Linked DNA regions of Sus scrofa: region 1 is linked to region 2. Evidence: chromatin contacts called from public HiChIP or PLAC-seq data. All regions are on one chromosome and are shown on one strand. Each heading gives the region's core, a stretch centred on a gene start, on an enhancer-like site or on the middle of the called end of the contact. The rest is flanking DNA. Distances are from core to core; before and after follow the strand shown. Region 1 holds the start of ZFHX4 (zinc finger homeobox protein 4). Region 2 holds the start of LOC106510043 (a long non-coding RNA gene).

What was found. HiChIP or PLAC-seq counts read pairs in DNA pulled down with a chosen protein or histone mark.
Region 1: a contact with region 2 is called in an H3K27ac HiChIP or PLAC-seq map of skeletal muscle. The contact joins the promoter of ZFHX4 here to the enhancer-like site in region 2. A contact is called at or near these places in 3 of 5 promoter capture datasets (fetal liver, fetal skeletal muscle and liver), 9 of 47 Hi-C or Micro-C datasets (embryonic fibroblasts, epiblast stem cells, fetal skeletal muscle and 4 more) and 1 of 2 datasets of contacts at active chromatin or transcription factors (skeletal muscle).

Annotation. Positions count from the first base shown.
Region 1 is chr4:59,577,877-59,584,398 of Sscrofa11.1, forward strand. It overlaps ZFHX4 (zinc finger homeobox protein 4), which reads right to left and starts at 3,037. Exons shown (of 11, transcript XM_021089179.1): 1 at 2,911-3,037.
Region 2 is chr4:58,899,829-58,906,348 of Sscrofa11.1, forward strand. It overlaps LOC106510043 (a long non-coding RNA gene), which reads right to left and starts at 5,927. Exons shown (of 8, transcript XR_002343252.1): 1 at 5,688-5,927. It overlaps LOC106510044 (a long non-coding RNA gene), which reads left to right. Exons shown (of 3, transcript XR_001308175.2): 2 at 5,953-6,068. Within about 2 kb of position 2,598, at least 1 of the 83 cell types and tissues checked has an H3K27ac peak or open chromatin away from gene starts, as enhancers often do. A contact at or near this core is called in skeletal muscle, where this site is marked.

The DNA of each region.
Region 1 (6,522 bases), core at 1,787-4,286, 680 kb after region 2:
TGCTAGGGAGTATTCCCCTCCTAGGGTGTATGTGTGTTTTCTTTTTAATCATCTCTTTCACGTCCTCTTTCACCTCTTTCCTAAGAAGAGAAGCTGGGGTGAGGGTCGGGGGTTAATGGGCTGAGGGGAAGGGGCAGAGAGGAACTAGCACAGAGTCAAGAGTTTCCTCCAGGGTTCGGCCTTGGAGCGCGCCAGCGCACGGAGGGGAGCTGGGAGCCGCGGCCGCAGGTCTGCGAGGGGTGGGCCCGGAGGCGCGGAGCGCGGCGCCGCGGGCAGGGGCGCGGCGAGACGAGCGAGCCCGAGCCCAGCCCGCCGGCTGCTCCGGGGCGCGGGTGCGATCCGCCCGGCTCGACCCGGCTGCGGTGCAGTCCCGCGGCCCTTGGCGCCTTCCTCCTCGGCCCCTGGCTCCGGGAAACCCAGCTGCTCCTCCTGGGTCTCTGCGGACACCTCGCCGTCAACCTTTGACCCTGCACCCCCCACACACACCCCACCCCGCTGGTCCCTAAACTCTGAGCGAACCCTCCACCGCCCCCGCGCAATGTTTGGCTGCTTTTCTGTTTCAAAGTGAAACGAGCAGAGGTTTCCCCGCCGCACCAAGAACTTCCCCTAGACCCTTTCCTGCACTTTCCAGGGCTGCCCCCGCCAGCCGAGCCCACTGCAGAGCACTCGGACCCTGACACTGACAGCCAAGTTGAGCAAGGACCAGAAAGGGCTACCAGGTGGTTAGGTGTTGAGTGTTGGAAACAAGGAGTAATTAACATTGAGACAAAAGGTAATTTCCACTTCTAGACTTTTCCTCGGCGTCTGTATTTTATTTCCCAAATCTCTGCCGCGGACACTCTGGGCTTTACAGTTGGTTTAATGAGTCTTTAGCTGTCTGTTCGCCCCCTTCCCCGGCCCTGCCCTCGCCAATTCATTAATAAATACCCCACCTCCCTCTCCCTCACGTCCCAGCTCAAGGCCAACCCCAGCCCAAGGGGAAAAGGTTCCCAGTCTTTTGACCGCGCTTCCGGGGTCTATAGATGAGCTCAGTTTGAAACGAGGTATTACAAGTGATTTCAGCGTTAGGAACCCTTTATATCACCACAGACACTTTCAGATCCTCAGCACCCCCCTCCTCCTTCCCTCTTTTTGTTGAGTCTTCTCCACCCGGGGGCTATTTAACAAAGGCAGTCTGTTAACTAACATTTTTGTTTAACTCAGCAACTCCTTTCCAAAACACACTTAAACCTGATACCAATATCTCTCAATTCCTGTGAGTGGAGAGGGGGGTGGGGGTGGGTATGGATGTAAAGGGCAGACGCGAAGTTGACAGTGAATCGGAGAGTGGAGAGTGCGAGGCTTATTGGGGAAGGTGTCACAAACATGTTATATTTACAGTGAACTCCAGAAATAGTGTGGGAGAGCCACTTATTACTGTGGAGGGAAAAAAGTATCTTTTCTTGAGAATTAACAAAAGGGGGGAGGGGAATGAAAATATGACCTAACATCCAGAATGGACACTCTCTTGATGGTGAGAGTGAACTAGATGAAATGACATTCAAAGAGGAGAGACATTTTGAGTGTGTATGTATGTGTGTAGTATTTGTGGACAGTTAAATCCATCCTTTGCTGATTCTCTCCCCTCCCCCAACCTGGTTCTTCTCTCCTTTGTAGTCTCCTTTTTTTTTTTTTTTTTTAACTTAAAAATGACCCCTTCCTGCTCCTGGGTTCTATCTCTGTACTTCTGCATCCCCGTATATATCTCCCTTTCTAGACCTAAGTCCAGTTTTTGCTTTAACTCTTAAATAAATCAGCTTTACCTCCCTGCCCCCTCAAGGTTCCGACCAGTTGTGTGTGTGTGTGTGTGTGTGTGTAGGAGGTCATTATGTAACGTTAAGACACAGGCAAGGTAAGGAACAGGGAGAAGAGAGGAGTTACAAGGAGTCTGAGGAGGGAAGAATTAAGGGAGGGGAGAAGGGAAAGAGAAAAGTCAGATGCCCTCTGGCCTTTCCAGGTCAGGGCTCAGACACCGCTGTGACCTCCTTTCCGTCTAGGCAACCAGCCCAGTGTTTATAAACAAAATCAAGCAGGTCTCTTCCCAAACAATAGCACTTCACTAACTTCACAAGCACTTCTACAGCTCTTATGCAAATTAATGAGGACTCCTCATCACCAGTGTCCCCACCCCCCACGCACAGTTACACTCACACCACTCAGGGTCACAAGCCCATCCTTCTCAAAACACAAGGAGCTATTTCCAGCAAGAGCATCCAACAAAAATTTTACATTCCGTCTGGGGAAGAGCTCTGAGAGACAATGATACAGATGGGAAAAGATAGACAAGTAGGGAAAAATAATTGTGATTTCATTGACTAGAAGATACAACTGTGATCTTTTAAAACCTAAAACATCTATATTTAGTCAATGAAATCCTGTATAGACAATACATAACACTCCAGCCACCACATAGAATCATCTTAAAATAGGACATTACATTCATCCAAACACCCACATTTCCAAGACAAAAAAAAGTACAGATCTTTATAGTTGAAGAAAAGCCACAACCTCTGTATGTAACATCCCTACATATTAGACACAAAAGCACCATTAAATCCTATAGCAAACAAACAGCCCATCTGATCTAAGTTACAAAATGTGTAATTAAATCCATCTTTAATTACAAAAGGCAGCTAGCAAACTAAATAAATCAAAGATTTTGAAACAAATGTTGTTTGCCAAGGTACAGAAATGATAGCTTTACATCATCATAGCTATTTTATACTGTAACCAAAAATCCATTCCAAGAATAAATTACAAATAGGCAAAAAAAAGGTAAAAGCAAAAACAAGGAATTAAATGATTTTCAAACTTTTGCTTTAAAATGGTTATCAATGAAAGTCTAAGATAAATAGGTTAAAGAAAATATACCTCAGAGCAAAAAGATCATCTCCTTTTCTTCTTTGTCTATCAGTCCCCTGTTAAAGCATATGGAAAATGTTTTCAAAATGCCCAGATTTGGCACATTGTCATTGCAAAGAGAGGAGCGCAGTGATGCTGTTAGAGAAAATGGGAAATAAATTCAGGATTGGGTGCTGCCTCCTTCAATGCGGATTTATCTAAGTTTAATTTAATATTCCGCAATCACTGAATGATCGCATATAATTCACCAAGATTTTAAAGGGCTTTATTTAAATACCTTGAGCAACAAGAGAATGGAATTTAAACCACTGTGGCATTGCTTATATATATTTTTAAATTTTCCTATTAGAAGAACTTTAAGTGGCAATTTCTAATAATAAAAGAAAAAACGATGAAGGTTTGGGTTTTTAAAGGGAGAGTGTTAAAGGAAAGCATTAGCTTTATTAAAATCATTCTGAACGTAAAATCAAAAAGCACAAAATGGTTGTTTGTAAAACACTAAACCTTTAATCGATTTTATTGGCATTCTGATCGATTAGATAAACGGAAATCTATAGCAAACATCAAAGCATTTAAAACATTTTCTCTATCTCATTTATAAACAAAACTTTTCTTTTCAGCAGAAAAAAATGATTATCAAACGACTAACAGGAAATTCTTCAGATATCAAATTACGATAATAAAATTATTTCCACATGGAAAGGGATAATGACAATGATGATAGTAATTACAATAATGAATAATTCAACAACCCTTTGACATGTATGGAAGAACCTCGAGCAGAAACCGCTCTTGAAGGGGGGCTACTTTTAAATAAATATTTTTAAGGGAAATATTTTTAAGAGACAACTCTAGGGAAGCATCTTAGGTGTGGCTGTCGGACTAGTGTTAATTTGCCTGCAGGAGCAAGGGAATCAATTTAATTGCCGGCGTCTTCCTTCCAAATTGAGTTACTTCTTATTAGTAAAAACTAATATGCAAATGTCAGTGAACCCTACCAGGTTTACAAACTTGTGTCTGAACCTGTCTTCTACTTATTCTAAAAGGTGACTCCCAGAACATAGAGAGGGTCGAAGACCAGACTCCCCAAACCTGAATGTAATCGCACATTTGATCCTTTAAGCGAAGGAAAACAATTTATTTGGAGATATGAAAACTGCAATCCGGAGAAATGCAACCCTCAGAGGTTCTGGCATTCTAGCTGCAGCATGGGGAAGTGTTGCTGTAACGGGTATTATGTTTATTTGTTAAAGAAAATCAATGAAAGTGGCTGTAAAGTAGTTAGTGAGGCATGTGTTTGGGACTCGCGGTGGATCGTGACTCCGGCAGGCTGAGCAAGCAGCTCTTCTTCTGGCCAGCAAAGTCCCAGCGTCGCTCGGAGCCTGGCTCGGGCTACGCGGCACCTGGCTCCAGTTCGCCGGTGCTGCCCCGCGGTGCTCGCGCCACCGCCCGAGTCGTTACAATGCTCTGCCCTTTTTGCCCTCTGTCCTAGTAGTCGCTCCCTCCAGTTGACAGCGGTGGCCTTCCCACGCCCTCCCTCTGCAGCACACACCTTTTTCCGCCTTCCCTCTTACTGACTCTAGCCGGTCCCTCCTTCCTCTAGGCTACAGGTCTGAACTTCTGCACTTCTCTTCCTTCTCCTGTAATCCCTGCTGCATCTCCTCTTCCCTTCGGTGAATCGCCGACTATTTCCTTCCTACCCCGCCCCGCCCCCATTTCTCTCTCTGCCATTTATTTAGCACCCGGGTCTTCTTACCCTCGCACTCCTATCCTCTCCTCCAGACATTCCAGAGAGTTCTCATCACACCAGAATGCACTCTTTTTCTCCTCCTCCTCCCCTTGGATTGGAGAGTTGGGGGGTGGGGGGGGGATTTCGAGTTCAACTCCCAGGGGGTTTATTCTATTCTTTTAACAGCTTTACTTTCCCTTTTCTTCTTTGCGTAACCTTCACCTACCTACTAATTTATAACAGAAGCGGTTCCTTTCTCTTTCATTTCCTAGTTTACGGTTCTCGTCTGGGGTTGTGCATCGCACACGCACTCGCAGGCTCCCCCTACCCGCACCGCCCAGGCGGCCGCCCGCCGGGGCAACTCTTGTCATTTAGTTAGCTGCCGTCTAATTGCACTCTCTCTTCTCGGAATAAGTTCGTTTCCCTGATTTAAAGTTCTCCGTACAGCGCCTCTTTATTTGTTAAATTACTTCGTTGCCCAAATGATGGGTGGGGGTTGGGGAGAAAGTGTATCACCCACTGAAGTCCCTTTTAACACCCCAGTCCCACCACCCGCCCCAGTAATGTCTTGTGTGAATAGTAACGAATTCTGGACAATTTTTCCTGTCTGCACGTGCAGACTGCTTCTGAATTGTTCCTGGGCGAGTCTCAAACCCCTCAATCGCATCTTCTGCCTTCGAGTGGTCATACTTTCAAGCTGTTCCCCTTTCCTCGTCTCCCCTTCTCAGCAGCCCTGGCTTCGAGAGCGGAGCGCAGTCTAAAGACCTCGTCCTCTTGTTTCTTGTTTCTTGCTGCTGCAGCTGCCGCTGAAATTCGCTGTGGCCGCTGCCTCTTCCCGCTTTAATCCCAGACCTCCAGTCATTGGGCAGCTCCTCAGAGGCAAGAAGTCAACACCATGGCAACCCCACAAGCCTATCAAATCGCCGGCTGGTGTGACAGCAGCAACAATGCAGGCAGGAGTGGGCTGGGCAGAAGAGCAGAGTGGCCACTGCGCTCAGGTATATGGTCTGGGAGTGGACAGCAGCTGTCAGCCTCCACGGTCTAGCTACACAGATGTGCACCACTCGGTTCATACCCCTACCCCAAGTCCCCTAGTAGGTCTAGAGGAGGAGGAGGAAGAAGAAGAGGAGGGATGCATGTAAGATTGGAAGAGCTTCGGAAGAGTTTCAAGCTAAAAGTCATCGAAGCCTAGATATTGTAAACTAAAGATGCCCTGTGCCCCAATATTCCACGAAACCAAACCACACTAGGCAGCCTCAGAACTAAATTTAAGTGGTTTGCACAAAGGTGTGGGGGTTTTCTTCACCAGGTCTTCTATCACGTGCTTGAACAAAAGTAATGAAACATTTTGCTCTGGAGTTCCAAAAGGATCAAAGAAACCATGGAGCTTTTACTGTCTGCTAAGTATTGGATTCTGCAAAAAAAAAAAAAAAAAAAAAAAAAAAAAAGGTTCAACATCATGTTCTGTCAATATGCTAATTGACTGCCTGGAAATAACCTAAACTTTACCTGAAACAGCCTTTGCCTTGTTCTTTCCCAAAGTGTGTGCTACGTGTAATGTGTGTTCTAGATCTTGATTCTCTAGAAAAGAAACAGGAGACTAGGAAATGGGTAACTAGCAAATCTGTGTGTTCCTCTTGGGCCTACCTGGCCATTTATATTTCCTCATTTTCCTTAAGAAACTCCCAAGTTTAGCCGGATGGAAGAAGACAAGACTTTCACTAATATTTCAGAACATCTTGTGAATTAACATGAGATAGACTGAAACTGCATTTTTCCTTTTTGATTTTAAAAGCACTCAGTGTTTCTGAGAAACACACAACATGTTATTTCTCATTAGATTTTAACTCCATAGGGAAAACTTTGACAAATATTTGTACAATACACTACCC
Region 2 (6,520 bases), core at 1,348-3,847:
TCAAAAAGGTACTCACAACAAGAGTACTCCAAAAAGTACTCCGTTGCCATAAAATTCCACAGTCTCTTCCATCCCTTAGTCTACAACTTTTATACCTCTGGACAGGACTGGAGAGCACTATCACATAATGATTTGATATCCCAAATATGAATTAGTGACATGAGTTTCTGTAGACTATATTTATAGTGAGATATTAATTTCTTTGGTAATTAATTGTACCACTATTTTAGCATAAAGCCAACTTACTCTACTTTTAGGTCGAGAGCTGTTTTAAACTGCATTCAAACAATTTCTTGAAACAGTTAAGAGGGCATTTCTGTGACTGTGGTTTGGCAATATCAGGCATAGATGGCATTTTTTAACTGTATTAAACAATCTCCACTGGATGACATCTCCTGAAGATGTCTATACTCTCACACCTGTAATGCTTTCATGTTCAAAATGAATCCCTGCTACATCTCACTCAATATTGATCTGCAAGGCATTTCTCCCAGTCCTTTTCCCAGTGTGGTCACTGAACAGTATCAGAGTTCAATAGGAAGATCAGCTGCTCATCCACTTTTTGCTAAAGCAATTTGTATTATGGATTTATTTTAGCAGTCTACAGTGGCAGTTGCTGTTTTTACTATTTAAATGCTTTGATTATCTGACCTTGCTTACTTTATCTTTCTAAGTGCTATGCATGGGCTTTAAAATTGATCAATAAGTGGGGATTCCTCTACAAGATTATGTTGAAATCAATCTCAATTCAGACTTTTTCTATTTTATGTTTATTATAAGATCTCTCTTAATTGCATTCCTTATTTTGTAAATAATTTTAAAATACATACTTGATTATGCAGGAAAGAGTCTTATTAGACCTACACACATTATAAAAATCAGCTGTATTCTTTATACATGATTTGATTCATTCTTTAAATGTGAAGCAGGAAAGAATTAATTCCTAGATACTTTATTCGAATACCTTTGCATTATAAACACAGATCTGTTACATTAGAAGAAAATATATGGTTACATATATGTGAGTACCTGAAAAATCTTCAAACACATTAATGTTAATATTATTACTATTAATTGTGATAACTGTGGAACTTCAACAAGCACTGTCTATTTGCACTAAAAGTAGTTATAAGTCTTTTACCAGAATAAATTAATGCCACATGGAAGAAAAATCAAAGTCTCAATATTTGTATCTTTAAAAATCAACAGAAGCTAAGCTTTAAACTTGTTGAATATCAAAAATTAATATTCAATGTAAAGAGGAAAACAGTTTCACACTCTCACTACTAAGTGGAATGCTTTACTCAGTTTTTTTGTTTTTTGTTTTTGTTTTTTGATTAAGAGGAACTTAAGTTAGAAGCCTAAAATGCTTTTCATACTACTTAAATCAAACCTACAAATTTTAGAACCAAAATTCCACATTAATCATTAATGAACTTGAACAAAAATAAATTCCTAAAATTATATATGACAAATATTTTGGAATATGAAATTTCTTACACAACTATTAAAACTTGTGCTAAATTTTTGGTCTAATATAATTATATTTCATGCCTTCTGGATATAATCACATGAAGCTCCATAATTTTATCTTTGGATCAATTTATTCTAACATTACATTTTTCAAAGTCATAAATAAAAGAAATAGAGATGTGAATTTTAAAGAGAATTGACATCATCCTTTTAATCCCATTTTCAAATCCAATCTAATCTAATCTGTCATCAACTCTTACATAAAATTAGAGTGAAATGCTTTCCATGTATGTAAACAAGAGTATAAAATCTGCAATTTACTCCAACAGGCAAAAATGCAAAGCCTGACGAACTTGAGATAAATAAGCATATGATTATATACAGAAAATGTGCAATATTTTCACCTGTGCAAATACAACATTCTTTTGCCTAAATAATTTAAAGACTTTTGCAGGACTGGAGAAATATCACAGATGTCCAATAGGTATATATTCACATTTTCATACTTAGAAATTATTGGTCAAAATGATTTAGTACTTAACAGCTTTCATTTCAGACTGAATTATAGCCTATTATTATAATAATTTTTCTTCTGCAGTTCACATTAAATAAGATGTAAAGTATAAGTAATTAAAAACAAAGCCATCACAAGACAATTCATTTTAATAGTTGCATGCATGAAGTTAGGGTAGGAAAGCTAAGATTCCTAAACATGAAAAAAAATGAGGAAAATATGAAATTTAATTACCAAATAGTTGCCATAATGACATTTCCAAAAACTGTCATAACCAGTTAGTTCCTTTCTACTGTTTGTGGTAGAATAGCACTTGAGAGAAATCATTTTCCAGAAAGTTTTGCATCTCCGTAGCTCACAACCCTTGCAAGACATGTCCATACTTTCATACTTTTTTCCTCAAGTGGGTAAACGTTAAGAGAGAAGAATCCAAGTTTCATGATGCAGCAACACAAAGCTGGGAAGTGAAAATTATGTTGCAGCCGAGTCTTGAAAATATGACTGTAAAAGTTAATCAATAAAATGTCTATTCCTGTCTATTCACCGGAGGCCCCAGCTGCATAGCTTCACTCAATCGATACTACAAATTATTACGATTCCCAGGTTCCCACTGGACATTCAGAGCAAATCTTTCAAGTGTAACACGCTTATACTGAGTATATGGTGTGGTTCTCTACAGTTCGTTCAAAAAGAGGAGGGGAAAAATAAAATCTAAATCCTATGTGTTCTTTAAAAATTCAGCTTTATGGAACCACTAACTTTCAGGTCACTTTTTAATGTTAAAAACATATTTTTGATCGCCAGACTTTTTGCATGCTTCTTTTTTAACTGTTTCATCTTCGGTTAAGAAATGACTTAACCTAGTAATAGATTTTGGGATATGGGGACCTGGCTAATCTGGAATCACTATTCCAAAGTAAATGAATAAAAGAGATAATTACTTATTGAAAAGTCACTTGGATACATGAGCACTATCAGAAAGATAAATGTAAGACCCTGACAAATATTTCAATCTGTAGTAGATCCCTTAAAATATACATTCTTGTTGTTGTTTTTATAACTTATTCTAAGCACATTTTAAAAATCTTGTTTGAGGTTTTCCATTTTTTTTAATTTTCATAAAATTAAAAAATCTCATAATTTCAGAAATGACTTTCTCTTCTCTGGGAGAAGTCCCAGGAGGTATTGTTCTAGCAAGATCCTCTGCTTTCTGCAGGAAAAATCTACTGTGACTGCAAACTCTAGAAATAACCCAAGTCTTTGACCTTCACTTTATGCTCCATACATTTCATTTTTGCATCTCCTAGTCAAAATCCAAAGACTTTTCCAAATAAAAAGATGACTGGTTAAGGAAACTAACTATAATGCTTTCATGCCTTATGGCACCCAAGTGGCCTTTCTTTCTTCTGACTGGGGAACACCATGGTGTCTGGCACTGCCTCAAACGAAATCAATTGGTACATTTGATCAATTCATGCCACCTGTCGATTGACTGGGTAAAAAAGAAAAAAAATAAAAATAAACAAACAAATTTTTGTTCGCTAGGCCAAAAAGGATTTAATTTTTTTGACATGTAATTAATAGTATATTTTTCATATATCATAGAAAACATGTAGACATATATATCTAGCTTATAAGCAAAACCTGTGACAATGCATGTTGAGGCTATATTTGAAAAGAAAGATAAACTTACTTTATCCTAAGACTCCATCATTGTTTCAATTATGATCATTTATCAGTCTCTTTAAAAGTTAACATTATTTTCTTATGTCTTGATACTATTTCTAATGTATTTCTAAGATATTTAATTGTTAAAAATCATTGCAAATAGTTAAACTTCAAAAAGTACTGTTACAATTTGAAATACCCTCTTAGATGATATCTGTATACCTTGCCAGCAATTCCACATTAAAAGAGAATATCATATTTAATTTCATGATCAAGCTGTATTGGAAAATAAGACAGATAAATATATCAAGTATATTAGAACTTAAGTTTGACTGTTCATTATAATATAACTGGATGAATCACTGTCTGGTTAACTTATAAAATTCAAGATTGAAAGCAGATTTTTACATGCCAATTTTCAGATCAAAAATGATATTTTTTGGTGGATGTACTAAATAATGCTCCATTATACTAATGTTTAACTGTAGAAAAAAATATTGGCATTATTTTAATAACTGTAAGTTAACATCAAACACTATCATTATTTTTATATTAGCATTCACAACCATTTTTATATATTTCTATTTCTCCAAATATATCTTAAGCATATTATTTCCCTAATATAATTTGCTTTCTAAAATACAATAATATTTATAACAATAGCACGTTACTATAGCCATTCCCAAAGAAACTTTGCCCAATATGCTTTTAACCCTGGTGCCAATTTCTACCTTTTAATATTTGCTAAATGTGGCTTTTTTGTTGTCGGAGTTCTGGCATTTGACTAAAGGTATGTTAATGGCAAACAGGGGTTATCTGAGTGTTTAATTTTATTTAGAAACACATAAAATGTCATCCTAGATTTTATAATTCTTTTTAGTGCCTTGTAGTATTAAATCATTGGATTAAAACAAAAATAAATTACTCATAAATATATTTCAAAAAGTTACCTTTACATTTTAATATGCTTTATAAACTATAAATGAAAAAATAATTTTAATGATAATATTTTGAAATCTTCTGTATAAATATATCAAGATATGCAGTAAGAAGCATAAGTTTAGAATTTGAATTCCAAAAATCAGTAAATATCAAATACAAATTTTAGTTTTGACCTCAGGACTGTGTTCAAAGGTATGAGTAACCGGGGGTGGTGGAGGGGGCAAGTTTAGATGTGTGTGCTTTAGCTAACTACAGTTAATCAATTTAACCAAAGTTCAGTGAGTAAAGTGTAATTCTTGACAGAGAAGGAGAGAGAGATTCATCTGAGTTATGCTACTTTTGGAATTACTTTAAAAAAAACAGGCTAAGAAAAACAAGCCAAAGGCAAAGACGATAGAATACTTAGTTATCAGAACAGTCAGAAAAAGAAACAAACATTTATTGGAAAAGTAAATGATAAAATCTGAAAACATTACAGAGATTACATAAAGATTTAGATGATAATAGAAATTAAACACTAATTAGTTCACTAAGTACAATTTTCATGAATGTTGCAAAACAACATAGATCTTTATTACTTTTCTTCCTAGTTTCATACATGCTTCAAGAGTCTGATCAAAAATTTCGACTCTAAATGTCTCTCAATTTAATAGTGTCTTGCTTAGAGCTGCTACTTTAACAAAAAAAAAAGAAAGGCAACAAGAGCCATATGTAACCTTTGGACTCCAAAAGGAGAAAGATGAGAATGCTATTGGCAGATAGGTGCTAGAGAAACACTGTGCATTCTTTCCCTTGAATCCTACCTTGAACATTTCTTGATAGTTAACAAGAAAGTTGACCATCCCCTCATTATTTAGAATCTGGAATAGAACAGTTACTATTTCTAACATGTGCCATTTCAGTTAAGAAATGTTGCAAATTTAAAGTTTATCTATTTTGGAGCCAACAATGTATTGAACAAGCTAGTATATTTCCATATAACCTTTTGCAAGACAGAGAGAACTAAATATTTAGCAACTAAAGTCAAAAAGGACTGACTTGATTGCAGTTTGTAAAGTAAAACTTTCTGAAATACTGAAAAACAACTCACTTGTAATCATTTTTTTCTTCTTCAGAAGCAATAATCCCTTCTGTCACTGTCTTCAGCTCTGCCTGGGGTTTTCTACTGTTCTGTTCTTGGCGAACTGTTTCTGCTATTTGCTCAGTTAGAGGCTCTTGAGTAGCTTTCAAGCTGGATTCCATTAGAAGAAGTTTTTCATCTTGACTGGCAAGTTCTTGGGCTGAAAGATAAAACAAGAACATTGCCTTTTAAAACTCCAAGTTAATGTGTTTTTTTTTTTTCTTTTTGTTTTCAGTTTAAATTTTATGCAATGCAATTTTGAGGCCGATTTAAACAGATCCTTCTCGTCAAAATCCAAGATCATGCATTCATATCTCCAGATTCCTTTATTCAAAGCACAAGTAAACACAGGTATGTATGGAGAAATACAAGATGTGTGTCAGTAACCTCAAGTTTATAAAACATTTGAATTCAAAAATTGGATATCTTAATCAGGCAACAATTCCCTGAGTTTATTTGTGAGACTTCTGCTACATAGAGTACTATAAAATAATAAAGTTAATATGTAATTTTCTTGTTCTTTCTTTAGCATAGGCCTTGGGTACATGTATATATATTCAAAAAGACAAAGACTGATATGTTATAAATTATGCCAGAACGATAGCTCTTGCACTGATTTATTTTCACGTGTAATATTTATGAAATTTAAACACTTCTTCAAGGTCACCCAATAGATGGCACTCTTTCATTAGACCAAAGCAGACTTAGGCAGTATGCTTGAAGCTCTCAAAAAATAAGTGATTTAAGACAAAGACATTTTTCCTTTGTTCTTTGTTGACGGTATTCCTAGAGATATATATCTG